2 separate regions of the Mus musculus genome follow, and region 2 is linked to region 1. A link is a contact called in public promoter capture Hi-C data. All regions are on one chromosome and are shown on one strand. Each heading gives the region's core, a stretch centred on a gene start, on an enhancer-like site or on the middle of the called end of the contact. The rest is flanking DNA. Distances are from core to core; before and after follow the strand shown. Region 1 holds the start of Sacs (sacsin). Region 2 holds the start of Defb47 (defensin beta 47).

Region 1 (7,129 bases), core at 2,257-4,756:
AATGTCAGAATCACTATGATGAGACTCCACCTTTCTAACCCGGGTCTGTCTCAGAATAAGTCTATTCAGAGTCTTGGGCTGTTCTTAGATGGGTCTCTGAGGAATTTAATGACTTGTTGAACAAGTATGTTCTCCAGGACTAGACTTTTTCTAAAGCGGTCACCCAGCACAAGCCTGTAACAAAAACACTGATAAATAAAAATAAGCGTGTGGGGGTGGGGTGGGGGTGGGTTTGATGGGAAGGCGACATAGACTGAATAAAATTTACACACCGAGCTTCAAAATATAACAATTTAATATCTTTATGTGCAAAGCAGATTAACTATTGTTTAATCCAACAGTTAAATGGTTGCTTCTAAAAAAAAAATAAATGGTTGCTTCTGTGGGTTTGTAAGAGTTAGAAAATAAAAGTTATAAATATATATATACATACATATATACATATATACACATGTATGTATATATATATATATACATATATGTTTAACATGTATCATCATGTTAAACAAGGGGAAACACTTGTGTAGAAATGTCCACAAATCCCAGAGACCGATAATATTCACACGTGCGCTCCTTTCCAGTGCTCAGCAGTTTAATCAAATAAAGATACGCATGAAATTTAAGCTGCCATTCACTAGGTGCCTGACTGACTTCAAGCTTTTATCTTTTTGGAAGAAGTGAAAGGCCTAGCCTTTGTCTTCAGGCCTAGGTAAGAGACATGCAATACTATCAGAAGCAAAACAGAAGTCCGGATGCTACATTGCTATAAAAGAACTAACGATGGTTCTGCACAAAATGGGTGATCTGTGTGAGCTCTCAGGCTTCCAGTCACCCAAACTCCAAAGTGCAGTGGGAAGAACATGACAGCAAGAAGCAGAACTTGGGGCATGGGGTCTGAGAACTCGGCGATCTTCAGCAAGAAAAGCTACATTGAGTAGACCTCTCCATTCTCAAATAAGAATACACTGAGCTTCCACTCCCTTAATCTTGCATCTTCTAACCTACAGAGTGGGGCTATTAAATCATTTCTAATCTTGACCACACGAATGAAAAGTAATTTTTGATTGACTATTCTGAGGCAGTGAGCAGAGTCCAAAGAGAGCTGTCAAGATCTTATACTCAGGACTCTAAGGAAAGTCAAAGAGTCTCTCCCCAAACCTCTTATCTTAGCTCCGAGGATAAATGGTTTTCTGTTATGCACAAATAAAAGCCAACAGAGCTAAAGTCACATTTTTCTGGTTCCCAATCCAGTGCTTTGTCCAGTTTTTCTGTTTTCCTTCTCCCTCTGGGAAGGGTACAACATCTCCATCATAGACACTGAAGTCCAGTGCATGTTAAGTGAAGAGTTTAAGGGAAAATAGCAAAGAGAAAGGAGAAAGACAAAGTAGAGATTAAAAATAGTCACAGGATTGGCAATGTCTATAAAGAGTGAGTGGGCCGCCTGGCTGTCCAAGATCAAAATAGTAACGGGACTTGTTCTGATTTCCAATTTGGCACATTTAAGTACATTTAACTGTCCTGACTTGGACTCCTGGGGGACATGGCCAGTATAGTCATTGTTACTGCTACCATGATGTGTTTAGGGGAAGGTATGCAAGAGGAATCAGCCTCCCTTCCCCTCAGAGAACAGCCCTATGGCAGCAAGGAAGTTCTAGCTCCGCATTCATAGGCCAAAGGTATGAGAACATTTAGCCCAAAGCAAAGGCTGTTTAAGAGGCACTCAGCCAAAAGTACATTTATAAATTCAGTTTTTGAGGGAACACTAATAAATGAAGCTATTTGGTGTGTTTCATAGATTGAGTGAGTAGATGTATGTGTGGTTGGATGGATGGATAGATGGATGGATGGATGGATGGATGGATGGATGGATGGGGTGGAATGGGTTGGAAATGAGTCAAATACTCACTAGCAACACACTGCTTAGTCTAAGCTAGCTATCTTCACAAACATTTGATGTCTCAATGATACCACCATCATCTGAGCAATGACCATCAGTGTCTTGGACAGAAGAGAAACTGAGGCACCAATTGTTAGCGACTTCTAAGGGGCTGTGGCAGGAAGGTCCAGTTGAGCTGACATTTGAGCACAGGGCTGCTGAGGGCCAGTCCGGCCCAAAGCAAAGGACTCCTGTCAGCTGTCCTTGTTCTTCAAAAGCTGTGACTGAGCTTTTCTTCTGACAGGAAGAACGGGAAACATCGGAACAGCGGTCAACGGTTCTTACTGCTGCTCTCACAGGATGAGCACAACAGCAGGGACGCAGGAAGATGGTGTAAGCTAGCTTGCTTCCTTTGAAAGGGACTTAGACAGAGTCTTAAGGATCATGGGTGCGGGAGGGAGCAGCTTGGGCAGCCAAAAGCCAAAAGCCAAGGATAAAGAAGACAAGGGACCACACAGAATGGGGCTAACTGTCAAGGCAAAGGAAAGAGAGCTGGTTAGTCTTCCGCAACACTCAGGGGATGTGAACATGAGAACCTCACACTGTCCTAGTTCTTACCTGGCTGCCAGTGGGTGCTTGTAAAACTCGTCATAAGACAAATAAATGGGGGCTGATCGTGAATTACTTCTGTACTGGTTGGTGCAGGAGTAAAGAGACCAATATGGGGTTGTGGCAGCTTATGCTTGGAAAACACCTGGAACCAGCCCCCATCCTGGCTGGTTCAAATGGAAGAGGCTTTTTACCATTTTCAGAGACACAGGGAGTAAGATTAAAGCTAAAATTATCAGCATATCAGCCTCAAAGGCAATACTCCCCACTGACCTTGTTTTAAGAAAAACGCAGGCAAGCAAAAAAGGACAGCAGAGTAGGAGAGAACTTTGCTAAAATCACAGAACTCTTTCTAAGAATTTAATTATTTCCTGGAATGAAATGAAATAAGGAGAATTTTTTTTTGTCATAAGGCTTTCGAGTATTATTAAATAAGGTAACTGAGAACTGGCTGGTTGAGAATATGAGGTTAAAATTAGAGCGATTGCAGATTAAGTAATAAACTATTCTGAGAATGCCACTGTATAAATACCAATAGTCCGGACCCCACTCTGCATAACAGCAGCGAACCCATTATGACCACTCTCTGCAACTTGGAGTGGAAATTAAAAAGACAAAGCCTGCAGTCAGAGCCCCTCTGGAACTAAGATGAGGAGGTAGAGCGGGACCCACCCTACCCAAGGATGCCAAGGTAGCAACTCCTCACCCGTGCGCTGTGGCACTACACGCCAGAGCTGCTCTGTCTTCCTTGGGGGCGAAGATGCAGAGGACAGTGGTCCACGGCCCAGCTGGAGCAGCAGCAGCTGTAGCAGCGACCGCACCACCCGGCTCCAGCGGGTCGCAACGCCCGATGTAGCTGTTCCTAGACTAGACGCAGTCCGCAGTCCGAGGGACCCTCAGAGTCTCACGGTGGCCATCATCAACCTGGTTGTCCGGCCTTTGTGTGCCTTTTGTACCAACAACAAACAAGTCCCAGCCAGCGTTACTGCCACTGCATTCAGCGCAGGGCCGGGAGAGTGCGGCAGTCACAGCTCCCCCTACCTAGCTCACTGCTCTCTTTTTTTAAATTAAAGAGATAGCATATCAGCTTCAAAGAATGCCATAATGCCACACACCCAGTGTTGTGGATCACTGAGGTAAAAAGTCACGATGGGAGCTTTATTATTATTTTTGTTGTTTTCCAGAGATTAATTTTATGGAAGGCATACGGCTTAAAACAAAGTCATTCCCCATAGAAGGTTGGTGCTAGGGGCTTGGTATGGGCCTCCTCAGCCCCATAAAGAGTTCTGAATAGACTCTGCCCGGTCTGAAGACAGGAGGATTAAGCGCTCAAGATCAGCCGCCTTTACATAGTGAGTTCAAGGATAGCTGGTCTCAAAATGGATGAATGGATGGATGGATGACAGACAGGTGATAGCCATATGATAGTAACAGCAGCACATGCCCAGATAAAACAGCATACACAGTGCCTTTGTTCATTGTCATTGTGGACATGAGATTCCAAATAAGTATCAAAAAATCAAAAATTCACTCAAAATGTGCTGTGTGTTGTAAAATGTTCTACAGTTGCAATCTGATGCCAGTGTTAATTCAGTGTTTCTGTCAGTTTAGTAATGGGGACACTGAGGCAATAAACCAGGGCACGGCATCTCTACGGCACCAAGCTTTGTGTGCAGCCCCGGTCCTCTGCCCTTGCGTGGGCTGTGCTCTAGTTACAGCATCAGGACCAACATCCTCCAGCATCCTATGAATGGGGAGTGTACACCAGCTAGAGCTTCAGAAGATTGGAGGCTCCTGTTTGCTGCACCCTTGGGGAAATTACCTAATTCAGCTCAGCCATACAGGCTCCAATGATGTCCCTGGGGAGAGGCACCGACTTCAGAAAGGGCAATCCACTTTGTCTGCTTTGCTGTAGTCTCGCCCTTCCCAGGGGACCACTGAAGATACCAAATCTAATAGCATTTCTTCCACACCACAGACTCCTATTAGTCATCCCTCGGAATCCATGGGAATTGCTTTCTTGAAGCTGCCAAAACCCAAAGATGCTCAAGGTCCTGATCTTAAAAGGGCATTAGAGAGCTGTGTTTGGAATGGCACAGTGGGCAAGGCCACTTTTTGCACAAACATGAGTACCTTAGTTCAAATGCCTAGTACCTACAACAAGTGTTGTGGGGCCGTGTGCCATAGCTCAATAATGTTAAGACAGGTAGAGTTTTCTGTCTCCTGAAGTCTCCCAGATCAGTAAGAGACCCTGTCTCAAGGAGATAAGACAGAGGTCTCCCACTGGCTTTGGAGTACACTCCTGTAAATATATATATATATATATATATATATATATATATATATATATATATATACATACATACATATACACACACAGTGTTGGTGGGGTGTAAATAAATAAATAAATAAATAAATAAATATATAAATGCTGAGGTTGCTATGCTAAACTGCAGCCAGGAAGAGAACTAGGTCCTTTGTACAAGAGGGCTGCCCCGCTAGAGGCAACTCTAAGCTCAGAGAACAGTGAAATCCAGGAGGCTGGGAGGGGTACCGAAGGTTGGAAAGAGAAAGGAATGATGGGACAAGAGCTAAAGTGTTGCCTTGAAAGGTAATTTGTAAGAGACACAGAAGGTAATCTTTAAAAAAAAATTTAAAAATTAGGCGAGATGGCTCAGCAAGTAAAGGTGCTTGCAGCCAAGCCTGGCCGTCTGAGTTCAATTCCCAGGACACACAGAATGGAAGAAGAAGTTAAAACCAATTCCTCAAAGTTGTCCTCTGACCTTTGCATATGCACTGTAATGCACACACACACACACACACACACACACACACACACACACACACGTACACACAATCAGCCAATCAACCAATTAGCACGTAAATGTAAAAGAAAATCTATTTTTTAAAAATCAAACTGCTTAATTTAAAGAAATTCTGCCACAGATTATGCAGTGTGACTCTTTTCAATTTAATGTTTTAAAACTCTGATTTCTCCTTTATACATTTGAAGTTAAGGTTCAGGATCATTCGAAATATGACACAATACTAATTATATTTAGGTTACATCTTGATTTTTTTTGTTTTTTGTTTTCTTTCTCTTTTTTATTAGATATTTTCTTTATTTATATTTTAAATGTTATCCCCTTTCCTAGTTTCCCCTCCAAAAATCCCCTATCCTCTCCCCCCTCCCCCTGCTCCTCAACCCACCCACTCCCGCTTCCTGACCCAGGCATTCCCCTCTACTGGGGCATAGAACCTTCACAGGACCAAGGGCCTCTCCTCCCATTGATGACCCAGTAGGCCATCCTCTGCTACATATGCAGCTAGAGCCACGAGTCCTTCCATGTGTTTTCTTTGATTGGTGGTTTAGTCCAAGGGAGCTCTGGGCTTATTGGTTAGTTCATATTGTTGTTTCTCCTAGGGAGCTGCAAAACCCTTCAGCTCCTTGGGTCCTTTCTCTAGCTCCTTCACTGAGGACCCTGTGCTCCATCTAGTGAATGACTGTGAGCATCCACTTCTGTATTAGTCAGGCACTGGCAGAGCCTCTCAGGAGATAGCTGGTACAACCACTCTGGAAATCAGTCTAGCAGTTCCTCAGAAAATTGGACATAGTTCTACTGGAAGATCCAGCAATACCATTCCTGGGCATATACCCAGAAGATGCTCCAACTTGTAATAAGGGCACATGCTTCACTATGTTCATAGCAGCCTTATTTATAATAGCCAGAAGCTGGAAAGATCCCAGATGCCCCTCAACAGAGGAATGGATACAGAAAATGTGGTACATTTACACAATGGAATACTACTCAATTATTAAAAACAATGAATTCATGAATTCTTAGACAAATGGATGGATCTGGAGAATATCATCCTGAGTGACGTAGCCCAATCACAAAAGAACACACATGATATGCACTCACTGATAAGTGGATATTAGCCCAGAAGCTCAGAACACCCAACATCTTGATGTTTTTCTGTCGCTGTAACAGAATATCCAAGAGTGAGTAATTTATAAAAGAAGCAATTACTTGGCTGGTTTCTGAGGCTGTAAAGAACATCACTCCGTGGTCCACCTGGCAAGGCTCTCTGCTGCTCTGGCTGGGGGTGGGGTGCACGGACCCCAGATGGCTCAAGCACAAAGGGGCAGAGCTCTCCACAAGAGAGAAACTTAACTGACCGACGGAATTCTGCCCCCACGACCCAAGGCCTCCACTAGGCGCCACTCCCAAGCTTCTTCATTGAGAACTGGAGGCTTGGTTTCTTTGGGAACAAAGTTTTCAAATCAGAGCAGCTTACAGAGCTTCAGTTCTTCCTGGTTGCTGTCCTAAAACGCCCTCCCGAAAGCAGCTTGAGGGAGAAAGGGTTTATCCTGGCTCACAGTTTGAGGCTGCAGTTTGCTGGGTCTCAAAGAAGCCTGGGCAAGGCTCCTTTGGTCCAGGTGACTCCTCCCTCAGTCCAGCTGGCTCCTCCCAGCACTTCTCCCCCTCCCCATACTCAAACCCTCCCCAGCCCAGGAACCGGGCTTCCACTTCTCTTGCCTGAATACCTCAGCCATTTTGGCTATGTGCTCTCTTGGCTCTTGGCTAGCTCCACTCCTAAATCTCTCTTGGCCCATGTGTATGCCCTTTCTCTTCCTCTTCC
Region 2 (7,660 bases), core at 3,813-6,312, 1.9 Mb before region 1:
TTTTGCTTAGTTAACTTAGTTAACATCCTGCCCAAAAGACACCTGTGGAGGAAAGGGTTTCTTTCAGCTTAAGCTTGTAGTCTGAGAGAAGTGTTATGCCCAGTTCACAAGATCCCCAAGAGACCACCAGGGACCACAACTCTGATGCAAGCACATGAGAGTCTTTATTCAAGCTCGAGCCTGGGCTACAAACCTTCCTGATGGAACAGGAAAGAGAGTGACTCCTAGCTCTAGGTAAAGGGGTTTATAAAGGGGAAACACACACACACACACACACACACACACACACACACACACACAATCGGGGGTTTCTAAGCCTTGGCATTACATGAGAGGGTAAAAGAATGTTGGACTCTTTCCCAGAGCCCAAAGGTGGGGGTGATTTCACTTCAAGGACATCAGACAGTAGCTTTCTACATAGTAGTTTAAAATAGAGTTTGGAGGTCAAGATGAAATCTGCCCTGCTGTTTTTTGTTTGTTTGTTTGTTTGTTTTTGTTTTTTTCCATTGGCCATGTGTCTCTAAGGACAAGCTAACTCAGGATAGAGTCTTAAGAACAAAATGGAGTTTATTCTGCTACCTCAGTCTCTTCAGAAGCTAGGGTAGGAACTCAATGCAGGAACTGGAGCAGAAGCAATGGAGGAACACTACTTACTGGCTTACTCAGCCTCCTTTCTTATATAACCCAGGGCATGCTTTCAGGGGTGGCTCCACCCATAGTGATCTAGACCCTCCCACCTCAGTCATTAATCAAGAAAGTGCCCCACAGGCTTGCCTACAGGCCAGCTTTACAGAGGTTATTTTCTCAGTCAAGATTTCTCTTCCTGGGCTGGAGAGGTGGCTCAGCGGTTAAGAGCACTGACTGCTCTTCCACAGGTCCCGAGTTCAATTCCCATCAATCACATAGTGGCTCACAACGATCTGTAATGGGATCTGATGCCCTCTTCTGGTGTGTCTGAAGATAGCTACAGTGTACTCACATACATGAAATAAATAAATCTTTAAAAAAATTCATCTTTCTAGATATGACTAGAATTGTGTCAAGTTGAAAAAAACCAACCAGCCCAGATTGTCATGTACCTAAAGCAGTGTACAGAGTATAAAAGGGTGATCTTACATTTCAGTATTGTGCATATGCACAGAAATTTGAGACTGTCAGTGAATAAAGACATGCCTTTTTTTTTTTAAATATCTTCCCTTGTGGAAGATAAAAAGGGGTTGCCTTTTGTTTTGTTTTATTTTTGTTTTTGTTTTTCGATACAGGGTTTCTCTGTAGCCCTGGCTGTCCTGGAACTCACTTTGTAGACCAGGCTGGCCTCGAACTCAGAAATCCGCCTGCCTCTGCCTCCCAAATGCTGGGATTAAAGGCATGCGCCTTCATGCCCTGGTTGGCTCTTGATGGTAAGGATTCATCGTATCTTTTAGCTATTTTTATTAATAAATTGCATGTGTCTGTCTTGATTTTTTAAACTGTCATAGTTATAAAGGGAGGAGCACACACTCTCTAATCACAGTGGTACGCATTTATACATCTCATTTTGGCATATTTATGATGTATCTGATTTGTCCATAATTGTTATACCTGTGCAAACATTATTACCATGCAAAACCATGTGTGTTATTATATATTCTAGCCTAAAAGATGTTCTGTCATGTTTTAAAATTACACAGATCAACTACTCCTTTATGTTAAGAGATGTAGGGAAATTTTAAAGTTATTTTCTTCCAGAATTATTCTTTAAGATTTTTTTTTATCTTTTGAGATAGATGTTAAAGATAAATGTAATTGTTTTAGATTTTAAGAATTTAGATCATGCCATTTGAAGTTGTGTTTGGGAGAGGGAGTAAGGACCCTAGTCTAACTCTCAGGAGCACTGTCAGTCAGGTCACATGATTGATAAACTTCTACCCATTACTAATTTCTGGTAGATTTTTAAAAGGCTTGCAGTGACCAGGAAGTACGGACGCAGGATATTTATTTGCAGGCAAGGGAGAAGGTGAGTGTAGTAAGCAGAACTCTGCAGAGCTCGTCCATGTTTTCTGGAGTTTGAAGGGCTTATCATGTTCTTCCCTCTAAGGAGACTTTCCTTTGGGAACGGGTGTTGGGTAGGGTTCAAACACCCACCACTTCCTACAACACTTCTTCACGTCGTTACATACGCCAATAGTATCGTCTGAGGATGTGCACGCTAGGTCTTTGCATATTCCTTTCAACGAAATGCACTGCTTTTCCCCTGGGACAAGGCCAGCCTTTCCTGCACAGAAAGGAATTAGACAACACTGTTAATTCACTTTCAAAGTACTGTAAATGTGCCCAAAGCCACAATCCTAGAAAATGGCTCTGGAATGGGAGACATAATACTGACTACACAGAGAGCCCAAATGCTTACACAGAAATAGTGTACCCTCTTTTTTGGCAATGGGGGGGGTGCGTTAAGCGTTTGGGATTAGATACACCTTGGAGTGAGCGTGCTAACTTGTGAGGTTTCAGAGATGTGGTCCTCCTCCTAGCAGCACACTTTGAATGCATGGAGTATTACTGTTACCATGATGGAGAAGGCGTCTTTGGAACTTCAGCGGACAAGCATCAATACATCTACCCAGGAGCAGTTTGAACAGCAGGACTCATCCCGTGCTCACAGCATCCTCATCAGATGCAGATGCTCTCATCTCCAACTTTATAGAAAATCAGTCCTTTCTTCTGCTTCCACCCCCCCCCCCTTCAGAACTGTGTAAGAAACATGCTTATTGAGTTACTCCACGTCTTTTGTGTCTACATGCTTGGAGAGACTTCTCAGAGCTGCAAGTTTTCCTCAAGTATGTCCACATGTTTTCTTAGTTCTTTTGGCTGTTAAGGAGAGCATAGCTAAGGCCACATGTCAGTGCCTTTCTAGCACCAAGAAGGTTCATGACTTCCACAGGTGATGACAGGCTTCTGCAATGGTCCTCAGTAAAAGTAGACTCGGTGGTTTTAAAACAAAGCTCATGATGTTAGGAGAGGGAAAAAAAGGTGGGGGGGATAGAAGATTGGAAAGAGGGATTAGGGGGTGGGTTTGATCAAAAGATATTATATGTGTGCATTAAATTCTTAAACAATAAAAAATAAAAGTAAGATTCTTTGATCTTTTCCTGTCTTGGGCTCACAAAAGACCTGGTCATGTCACATGCTCCCCTCCACTGAGGACCTGCGGGACTTTGATTTACTCCATCCTCACAGTGTAACCCGTTTGAGAGGAGCAAAGGAAGGCTTGCTTGCTCTGGAGGGGCCAGGGATCCTGACTTGCAATGCAGGTCTCTCTCTGAGTTCCCTGTGACCTCTGCAGGAGGCTAGCTCTCTCCTTGTCCTAAACAGCCTCTCCTTACTCTTTTTATTATGATAAGAAGCCTTACCATAAGGCCCAACCTCTTCACCTTTTTAAGAGCTAAAGACATGAGGTTTTAGAATTCACCTATAAAACGTATTCATTAAATGGTTTAACTGGATTTTTATATCAAACTCTCCAGTCCTTCTTCTCCCACCCTCACCTCCCGGGCCTGATAACCACCATTTGTACTACCTATTCTTTTATTTTAGATCCTTGTATAAGTGGAATAACATACCTATTTCATTTCACATCCTTAGTAGCATCCCTGGTTCTTCAATGCTGTCATACATGGCAAAACAAAAACAAAAACAAAAAACAAAACAAAAACCAAAAACCAAAAACCAAAAAACAACCCCCCCAAAACAACAACAACAACCAAACACACACACACACACACACACACACACACACACACACACACACACACACACACAAACCCTCCGTAGTTTCCTCAGAGAAACTACTTAAGAGGTCTAGAGGGGAAAGTCTGAGGTCTAGAGGGGAAAGTCTGGTAGAAACCAGTTAGCATTTTTATGTCTGTGTGGACTGGTGAAAATAACAAGGACCCAGAGGAAGGGAAATGTGGTTTAGTGCTGCAACCACATGGGTGATCTTAGTACAACCATAGTCTTCATGTAAGTATGAGTTCTGTTATCCAGAGCGGCCACTAGCGTAACTTCCTATTTTACATCACAGGTCCCTGCAAGTCTGTCCACTGCAGCCAAACTTTCTGACTACAGCTGAGAAGTGAATGGAGGATTGGATCGTCTCCTTTGTGAGAGCACAGCTATGTGCCAGGTAGATAATGAGGATGCTCATAAACTAGACTCAAGTTCACTAGTGGGAGCCTTTGGCTGTGCTCAAAAGAATCTCAGAGATGAACCAAGAAGGGCTCTCTCAGTGAGGACAGACAGTAGTTTGAGAGATGTGGGCATCCTGCAGGTGGTGAGCCGGGCTTTCACTACTGTCCAGTCCTCTGCTCCTGAAGTATACCCAGCAAGCCCCCTTTCTTCTAAAAAGTAGTGGGGAAAAGATTTGTATAAGGTTCTCACCAGGTTCTGCATGGAACAGTCAGAGAGGGCTGGTGTGGTTTGCCCTTGATTCTAGATTCTAACATTCAGATGCATGAACTGTGGGTCTCAGGGACGCGGCCTTCACTGAAGCTTCCCGTTGTCTTTACTTTCCCCATAATCCCCCTGCTCCCCTGTTTTTCATTTGTTTCTAGTACTTACATACACTTCTCACCAATCAACTCTGTATACCTCCATCCCCTCAGCGATATAAACTAATCTTTACTCTCTTTGGAGAGTGAGATGCTGACGGTAGCCCATTTCTTTTAAAGTATACCAACTTAAGCCTTACATCAAGTAGCTTTTCTCTCTATTTCTATTAATTGGGCTTCTCCTCTCCGTGGTGGGGTTCTTTGTCCCCATTTTATGTTGATGGGGGTCCTTGATTCCTTTCTCAATTGGGATGCCATCAGTTCTGAAGGTGTTGGACTTTGGGACACTCAAGTCTATGTCCTGACATCTGAGTTATTGGGGGAGAAAGCACACGTGTGCACCCCAGTAGACCTCCTAAGAAGTCCTGCTCCTGAAGTCATTTCCCACCTTACCTCTCAGCATCATCATCACAAAGAGGAAGAGGACAGGCAGGAAGGAACGGGATCGCATGGTCGAGTGGCCAGCAGTGTGGAAGGTGGTCGGTGCTGGTGAGGCTCGGGGGTTTTTATTCACTTCTGGGGGCCCGTGGTTCCTCCTGACCAGTGAAGCTTAACCTGCAAAGAAGGAAAACTGCTTTTGTGGGAGTATTTCCAAACCTTAGGGTTTCTAAATTTGGTGACAAATTAACCTAATAATAGAGAACCAGATGGTTAATGGTGTCCTTCTCCTTCCTGTGTGTTCTCAGTTTCACCAGTGGTACTACCGTTCACCGTCAGCCAGTTCTTTTTTTTGGAAAACACAGTTCATGATTAAATTTTTTACATGCCATATAACAATTACACCTGTTTGCTGAGAGCAGTGTTGTAATCAGCTCCATGTACACGGCATGTAATGGTCAAATTAGGATAATTGGCAACCTTCCTCCCTCAAACATGGCCAAGCACTTCCCCGCTAGTGTTTTGAACTGTATGATTAGACGTTACACATCTTGTTCTAATAACCCACTGAGTTCCCTTTGTGCTGCCTTGTATGCTCGTGGCGTGAGATTGTCCACTAGAGCATGGTCCACCTACCAGGGCCATGTATTTGGAAAAAAACAACAACAACAACAACAACTCTTCCTCTCCCAGAAGTTGTCCATAGCTTCTCAGATGTGGGGAGCTTGCGAGCCCTTTGTGCTGAAATATTAACTGGCTTGATCTGGTGCAGGTCTTATGCAGGCTGATCACAGATGTTGTGAGTTCATCAGGACAGTTACTGTCATATCCAGAAGAGATTGTTTTGCTCTGCTGTCTCCTGACTTCTGTCTCTTAGAATCTTACCTTCTTTTCTTCAATGCTTCCTGAGCGTGGTGAATGTGTGTGTGTGTGATACAGATGTCTTAATTGTGACTGACATTTCATAGTCAGTTATTCTCCACACTTTGACCAGTTGTGAGTTTAGGTCTGAAAGCTGCTCTAATCTATGGGTAGAGAGATGCATATTTAGAGGACGATATGATCGATACTTCGGTAGTTTCATCGAATGATTGCAGTAGGTTTACTACTGGAACCCATGAGCTCCCCAACTCTGGGTCTCTGGCCAGATTTACAGCACTGCTTGTGTTCTCTTCTTAGGAGTGGGCTTTAAATCAGAGCAGAAAACTATGGATAGCCCTCTAATGTTTTTAACACTATTGTGCCTATGGACCTGTCTTGCAACAACAACAAAAGATACACAAAGTTGGGAGTAGGTAGGAAGGGGAGGGGCAGAGAGGAGAGGAGGGTCTGGGAGTAGTTAGAGGGAAGAATAGTGGTGAATATGACTAAAACACATTGTATTTTAATATGTGTATGACATTCTCAAATATCAAGAAATATATATTAGAAGTAGTGCCTGCTGACCTTTCTCTCCTGCGCTTCTTCCTCTCACTGGTACTGTCTGTGTCTTGGCACCTTTCTCCACGTTCTCACGTCACCCATCCCTGCTCCAGCTGATGGCTAGTCCACTCTCCTCTCATTGTCAGCTTCTTTAAGCTTCCCTAACGAGTGAGGGCACGCTGCATCTGCATTTCTCTGCCTGGTTGATCTCACTTCATATGTTTCCTGATTCTACCCACGGTGTCACAGATGAAAACAATGTCCAGACACCTTTCAAGGGCTGCATGAGAGGGGAGCTCACTGGGATAAGTTGCCAGGTTAGGGGAGTGTGTACATCAAGGAGAGGAGCACACAGAGTGGGAGGATGTGTTTGTCTCCTGTGCTTGGCTTCACAGAACACTGTAACTAACCTCCTGCCCTACCCACATTCCTGACAGCGGGAGAATCTCATCCATTTTAAATGACTGGATGCTATTGTATTATATTCGTGATCAGGATATCACATTCTCTCCATCCCTCCAAAGATAGGTAAGTAGGTGTGCTCTGTTTCTTTCCTAATGTGAATCGTGTTCCAATGAACACATGGAGTGTAGACGGATCTTGAAAATACCATTGCATTTCCTTCTAGTTGTGCGACTGCTGGATCCCGTGGTTCTGTTGGTAACTCTGAGCAGCCTCACTCTGCTCCCTTCCCTGGCTGCACTGATCTCTATCCCCACTGGCTTTGTGTGAGTTCCTCCCCATCTCCACAGTGTCACTGGCTTTTGTGGGGTTTATATATATATACTTTTTGATAATAGCCACCCCAACTGTGGTGACAGGATGCCTTAATATGGACATAACTTGCATTTTCTGGGCACTTAGAATTTTTTCCATATACTTCTCGACTATTTGTATGCTTTCTTTTGAGAAAGGTCTATTCAAATAATTTTATTTTTTTAAGAAAAATTAGATTTTTCTCATTGTATACTGAGTTCCCAATATATTCTGAATATCAATTCCGCATCAGATAAATGGTGTGCAAACATTTTCTCGCAGTCAGTAGTTTGTCCCTTTGTTCTGCTGATTGCTTCCTCCCACGAGAAGGATTCTTGATAGTTTGCTGTTAGTCCATCTGTATATTTTCACTGCCTTGCCCTGGCTTCTGGAGTGTGATCAAAACAAAACAACAAACAAACAAACAAACAAACACATTGTCTATCCAGCTTGTTAAATTCTCTTCCGTTCTCTCTCAGGAGTTTACTGTTTCTGAGCTAGCACTTAGGTTGCTGTCC

What was found. Promoter capture Hi-C pulls out the DNA fragments that hold promoters and counts their contacts.
Region 2: a contact with region 1 is called in a promoter capture Hi-C map of hematopoietic stem and progenitor cells, with 4 times the contacts expected there. The contact joins the promoter of Defb47 here to the promoter of Sacs in region 1. A contact is called at or near these places in 4 of 39 promoter capture datasets (hematopoietic stem and progenitor cells, hippocampal neurons, liver and 1 more).

What each region holds. Positions count from the first base shown.
Region 1 is chr14:61,134,834-61,141,962 of GRCm38.p6, reverse strand. It overlaps Sacs (sacsin), which reads right to left and starts at 3,506. Exons shown (of 10, transcript NM_015788.2): 1 at 3,192-3,506.
Region 2 is chr14:62,995,479-63,003,138 of GRCm38.p6, reverse strand. It overlaps Defb47 (defensin beta 47), which reads right to left and starts at 5,062. Exons shown (of 2, transcript NM_001039125.2): 1 at 4,980-5,062; 2 at 1,979-2,254. The coding sequence starts at 5,037. The coding sequence ends at 2,073.